Linked DNA regions of Mus musculus: region 1 is linked to region 2. Evidence: chromatin contacts called from public HiChIP or PLAC-seq data. All regions are on one chromosome and are shown on one strand. The core of a region is the stretch at or near the end of the contact, and the rest is flanking DNA. Distances in the headings are between cores, read along the strand shown.

Region 1 (2,700 bases), core at 76-2,575, 130 kb before region 2:
ACCAAGTTGACCCATCTCTCCAGCCCAGAAATGACCTTTTTACTCAAAACTTTATTTTGGCTCCCTCAGAGACTCTAAGAGGGCTTCAGACCTTCTAGAGCTGGAGTTACAGATGACTGTGAGTTGCCTCATGGCGCTAGGGATTGGACCTGCGTTACGTGTCACAGAGAGGTGGGCAGTCTGGTGTCTGTTTTGAATGTCCAGTTTGTTCATATGCCCCACTTTAAGAAGAAGGAAAGAAACGTGAACGAAACTAACAATCTAGCTCCAAGCCAATGCCGCAGCTATCTAGAGACAGTTCACTCCCAGACAGTGAGTGGGTAGAGTTGGCACGAGCAGATTGTAAGTCCTATGCAAACCCAGTTGGTGCACAGCAAGCCATCACGTCCATGTTCACTACCACTGCTCGCACCACCATGCCCAGCTAATGCTCTCTTTGGGTGTATTTGGATGTCAGGATTTTGAGCCGAAGTGACTCCATCTTTGTTTCCTTTCTTTTGTGTTCTACGTAATTATTGCAGGTCCTCTGGAAGAGCAGCTAGTATTTGTAACCATTGAGCCATCTTTCCCCTCATAAGATACTGCTTCTTTATAGGCATTCAACGTGTGGCCTCCCTTTAGAGCCCTCTGGATATGACTTAATGGGGCTATTATTGCTCTGACACCTTCTGTCTTAGGCTTCTGCATTGTGTGTACGTGTGGGTGTATGGGGGGCTTGTTTCTGACCAGGGGCCTCAGGCCGGGCAAGCTCATCTTCATGTCCACCTGAACCCAAGCTCTCCTTTTCCTCTTGGCCTCCAGGTGCGCTACAAGGAGGAATTTGAGAAGAATAAGGGCAAAGGTTTCAGCGTGGTGGCAGACACGCCTGAGCTGCAGAGAATCAAGAAGACCCAGGACCAGATCAGCAATGTGAGACCCTGCCCTGATGCCCAGGCTACCCTCTGCCCTCCCTTCTCATCCTCTCCCTGACAACCTCAGCAAAGGCCCACGCCGCAGTGGTCAGATCAGAGGCAAGGGGGAGGGAGTTGAGGTACCCGGGAGCCTTTTCTTTGTTCTCCCTCTTTGGTGGGCACTCTGCCCAAATGGCATTTCCTCCTTAAAGAGACTGCTCTTTTAGAGGCAGACAGATAGACACACAAACACATACAGAGTGTCTAAGTCACCTTCCATTCTCTGGAGCAGACCCCGTTCCCTGGTCATGGTGGGGATGGGGTCGGAGTGCAGATTAGATGCTTGTTTTTAGCACCAGGGTCAAAGCTGGGGTTGGGGGTTGAGCCTCCTGTCTGCCTCTGGGTGCTAACACAGCAGTCATTTCCGCCCTCCCTCGACTGCCTCCCACCTCAGTTTGTTCTTCCTTCCTGTGTGAAAACCCAGCTGGCTTTGCCCACAGGCCCTACACCCCCTCCAGGCCCTTTCAGGCCCAGTCAGGGACTGGTCATTGGTGTCTGGTTGTGAGACATAGGCGTGGAGAGTGGGTGGCGGAGTGACTGTCTCTATATGGTTCTGTAGAGCAGCTGGGGTTAGGGATCATCGCTCAGTTCCACCCTTACATAGCCGCAGACCAGCAGCTTGTATGGCTCCGGGTTTGCAGGGGCCGGGTTGGGAGTATGTGGGTAGGTGCTGCTGGGCGTGACGTCACAGAACATGGGCACAAGCCTGAATGCCGAGTTATAGAACATGCCCCGTCATTGGCAACAGACTCCTTATAAATGAAGGATGAAGCAGGCCGATACGATACCCTCGTGTCTATCACAGGAAAGGGTCTACCAGTTTGCCTGTGTCATTCTGGGCTGAGGGACTAAGGATGGGGAAGACAGGATCCAGATTCAGGTGGCTCGCCTTGCACACACCCTCCAGGATCATCTCTCCCCATTCTGTCGCTGGACAAGTCTCATAGCTCACTGGTCTGCGCCGCCCCCCCCCCCCCCAAACACCCGGCACAGAAGCACCCTCTTGCAGGGTGGTTAACGCTCTGATTCTGCCCTCTGTCTTGTTTAGTGGCACACACCTGTAACTCCCAACATTTGGGAGGCTGAGGCAGGAGAGTCATGGATTCAAAGCCACTTGAGGCTGAGGCACGATCAAGAGGTTGAAGCCGTCCTGGGCTTTATAATAAAACACACGCATGCGCACACACACCCTCTTTCCCATGCACACGAAACAAAGAAAACTTCTTAAAGGAGGGAGGGCTGAAGTTTAGTGATAGAGCGTGCACAGGGCCCAGAGTCCCCTCCCTCGCACTACAAAGAGGAAGCATAAGTGACTGCTTTTTGGGGGGGTGGGGGTGGAGGGGGGACTTGGAAAGTTCATTCAGTATTTTCTCTTGTTTCATTAAAAATGCTGGGGGCAGTCCAACCAAGTGGGCTTTGCAACCCAGTTGTTGGGCTGAAGTTTAAAATGAACAGCCTGTTGAATGACTTCTCCTGAGCTGGAGGGCCTGCCTCAGAAGGCTGCAAACCCTTCTTGGCCCCCCAGGAAAGCCTGCTGCAGTTTGCCCTCTTCCAGTCTGGGCCTGGCTCACACCCTGGCGTTTCCTTTCTGCCTCAGATCACACAAAGGGTAAAAGGGTGTGCCCGGAGCGCCTCAGATCGAAAGAGGGGAAGTGGTGTGGTCTTGGGTGATTGGGAAACTGGGATGGCTCACAAAGGTGGAATCATGTGGCTTTGTGTCTTGAGACGCTTCCGGTCAACCTTTGGGACA
Region 2 (2,700 bases), core at 3-2,502:
ACCCGAACGCCTGCAACCACACTCCAGAACTGCTGTGCTTCCTCCTGCATGGATCCTCTAGCTCTTCACAGGCCAGAAGTCGCCCTTGGCTTCCCCCTTTCTTTCCTTTACTCTCCATCTCTTCTCATTCATCCCCAAATACCAGGAGTCAACCTGGTGGCTCTCATCTCTGTCCAGTCCTCTGTCTCCCAAGTCAAAGCTGTGTCACTTTCCTTACACCATCTCCCGGCATTCCCTTAAGTCCCCAACAAACAGTCTGTCTGCTCTGAAGCCAGAGTGGTCTTTGCAAAAGACCATCTGGTTGTTCCCCTGCCTCATCCTCTGACTCTCCGGTCCAGAGAAGCTACCTTCTAGTGCACTGGTTCTCAGCCTTCCTAACGCTATGACCCTTTAATATAGTCCCTCCTTTTCTCCTGGAAGCTTCCCTTGGCCTCTGACGACGTGAAGACCCCCACAGCAGGCTCTTTGCACCTTTATGTGGGGGCACCAGTCATAGCAGCAATTCAGTGTTTGTCTTTGTAATCATCTCTCTGTGAAATTTGTAGCTGCGTAAGCCCCAAGTCCAGATAAGCCCAGAGCAGTCTTGGCACCTAGCCCGGTCCCCCCCACACTACAGCTCCTCTACAAAGCTTTGCTGCATGAATGACAGGCTCTAAAACATACTCACCTCTTTGTAGCCGAAGACAATGCGGCCATCTCGGTGTAGGGCCGCCTGGAAGGTGAAGCTGCCCCTGTCCTCCCGGTCCTGGAGGTAAACATGATCCCACTGAACCACAAAAACGGTCCCTGGGGAAGAGAACAGAGTCTTGGCTGAACAGGGAGACAGTGCAGGGGACCCAGCAGATATCGTGGTGGTCGGAGATGGGAGCCATTTGTGAGTTTGAGAAGCGGGAACTAAGCAACCCACAGACACCAGCCTGGTTTCCGAGTCATAGAGGCCCCCAAAAGATCCTGTTTCTGCTCTAGCTCTCCAAATTGCTCATCTCTTATGATGTGCACACCTCTCTCTTGCCTCTCCTGATTCCTGGAGACAAAAGGAGAACATGGAAATGCCTGTCTCCTACATGAGTGGGGGCTCATGGTTGTAAGAAGCAGAGGACACCCCCTCCCCGAAAGGTTTGGCACCCTCATCTGGCTCAACAAGGCTAGACAGCACCACCTCAGTTCCCTTCTTTCAGATGAGAAGACAGCACAGGGTAGAAGGAAAGGTGGCTGCCTGCCTGTGTGACTGTGGGCTGAGGGCTCCCAGGAAGTGGTTAGACCAGGAACACCCACCCCGGTGCTGGGTGAACTATATACTCTAAGATCTGACCTCACCATTGTCAAAGTAAGCAACCGTGGAGTTGTCAGAGTAGCCGGGGTTGAAGTTGGCCATCAGGGGTGCCACATACTGCGTAGCTGTGAGCATCCGGTGGAGCATGTCCCCCATGAAGATGAAGCCTAAGGAGAGAGAAGTTTGGAGGTATCAGAGATGGGTCAAAAAGTTACCTCTAGGGTCTCCCCCATCCCCCCACTGGCAGGGGCTAGAAAAGAGTCTGATGGCTTCAACCCCTCCCTACCCAGTGGGCTCTGTACTTGGTGAGATAGAAAAATGGCCCAGATTAGAGAATGCTTGCCCCATATCTCTGGATAGGCACAGATTACAAGCACAAGGGGTGGGAGAAGGGAGAGGAAGTGACTCCCAACCTCTCCTGTTTCAGGAAATAGGATGAAAGTAACAGGAAGTCAGAGAGGTCCTCGGATCAGGGGACCTGAGTCCTTGATCCCTCGGTCTCCGAAAAAGAGACCCCAGAGGTCCACATGCCAGCTGTTTGGGCCCAGAGTAATGAACTCATGCTCAGAGTCCCACAGGCAGGCACGCACACAGATCATCTGATTTGGGTGGGGCAATTGAGACAGTCCCTGAGTTCCTCCCTCCCTCACCCACCTATCCACCACCTGTTTTCAGTGAGTCCCTCTCTGAGTCAGGCTGAGACCTCCACGTCCTCCCCCCAACCTCATTGGTTTGTCCTTACCTCCGGTTGCTATGGTGATCTGCCGCAGAGGATGCCCATAGAAAGGGAAATCAAAGGACAAGACCACTCTCTGCAGGGACAGGAGAGAGTCCCCATGGGTGGTACTGCCTGCCAGACACAGGTCACCCTCCCTACACCAGACTTATCTGAACAATGTGGGCACCAGCATATCCAGGGGATGGCTCCTAGGATGACAGCTGGGTACCCCACTGAGCTTCCTCTGACTGAACCCGCTCCAATTACAAATCTCAGGCCATAGCCCCATGTACTCCCAGGCCGCCATTGCTGGCCTAGCCCCGAGTCCTGTTAGGCCTAGGCACTCACTGAAGCCTGTCGGTGAGAACTGGAGAGGATCCTGTGGATCTTCACATGACTCCGGTTGGCCACAGCCAGGTCCACCCACAGATCCTGGCTTTGTTTCTCACCAGGGCCGTAGACACGGGACACGTAGTAGTTATGGTTGTCCTCCTGCGGGGACAGAGACAGAGCCTAGAGGTGGCGTGAGGAGCCAGGCAAGCTGGGCACCATCCTCTGCTTCTCCCTACTCAGACTTCCCAATATCCTCCTGGCCCAGCGCACCTGACTGAATGCTTTAGGCCTGAAAGTCCCTGCAACACCCTTGGTGTCTCTCCCAAGCCATTCCTCAACAAGTCTGGCCGTTGCTCCACGTATACTCAGCCCTGTC

The links. HiChIP or PLAC-seq counts read pairs in DNA pulled down with a chosen protein or histone mark.
Region 1: a contact with region 2 is called in an H3K27ac HiChIP or PLAC-seq map of microglia, with 4 times the contacts expected there. The contact joins two enhancer-like sites. A contact is called at or near these places in 1 of 484 Hi-C or Micro-C datasets (conventional type 1 dendritic cells), 5 of 115 datasets of contacts at active chromatin or transcription factors (CD8 T cells, effector CD8 T cells, embryonic stem cells and 2 more) and 3 of 9 other capture datasets (adipose tissue, liver and pancreatic islet).

What each region holds. Positions count from the first base shown.
Region 1 is chr11:97,824,041-97,826,740 of GRCm38.p6, forward strand. It overlaps Lasp1 (LIM and SH3 protein 1), which reads left to right. Exons shown (of 7, transcript NM_010688.5): 4 at 802-909. Among named protein-coding and RNA genes, the nearest start is that of B230217C12Rik, 16 kb to the right of the region's middle. Within about 2 kb of position 1,326, at least 119 of the 459 cell types and tissues checked have an H3K27ac peak or open chromatin away from gene starts, as enhancers often do. A contact at or near this core is called in CD8 T cells and microglia, where this site is marked.
Region 2 is chr11:97,954,084-97,956,783 of GRCm38.p6, forward strand. It overlaps Plxdc1 (plexin domain containing 1), which reads right to left. Exons shown (of 14, transcript NM_028199.3): 3 at 2,340-2,483; 4 at 2,016-2,085; 5 at 1,318-1,440; 6 at 668-786. Among named protein-coding and RNA genes, the nearest start is that of Plxdc1, 31 kb to the right of the region's middle. Within about 2 kb of position 1,253, at least 54 of the 459 cell types and tissues checked have an H3K27ac peak or open chromatin away from gene starts, as enhancers often do. A contact at or near this core is called in CD8 T cells and microglia, where this site is marked.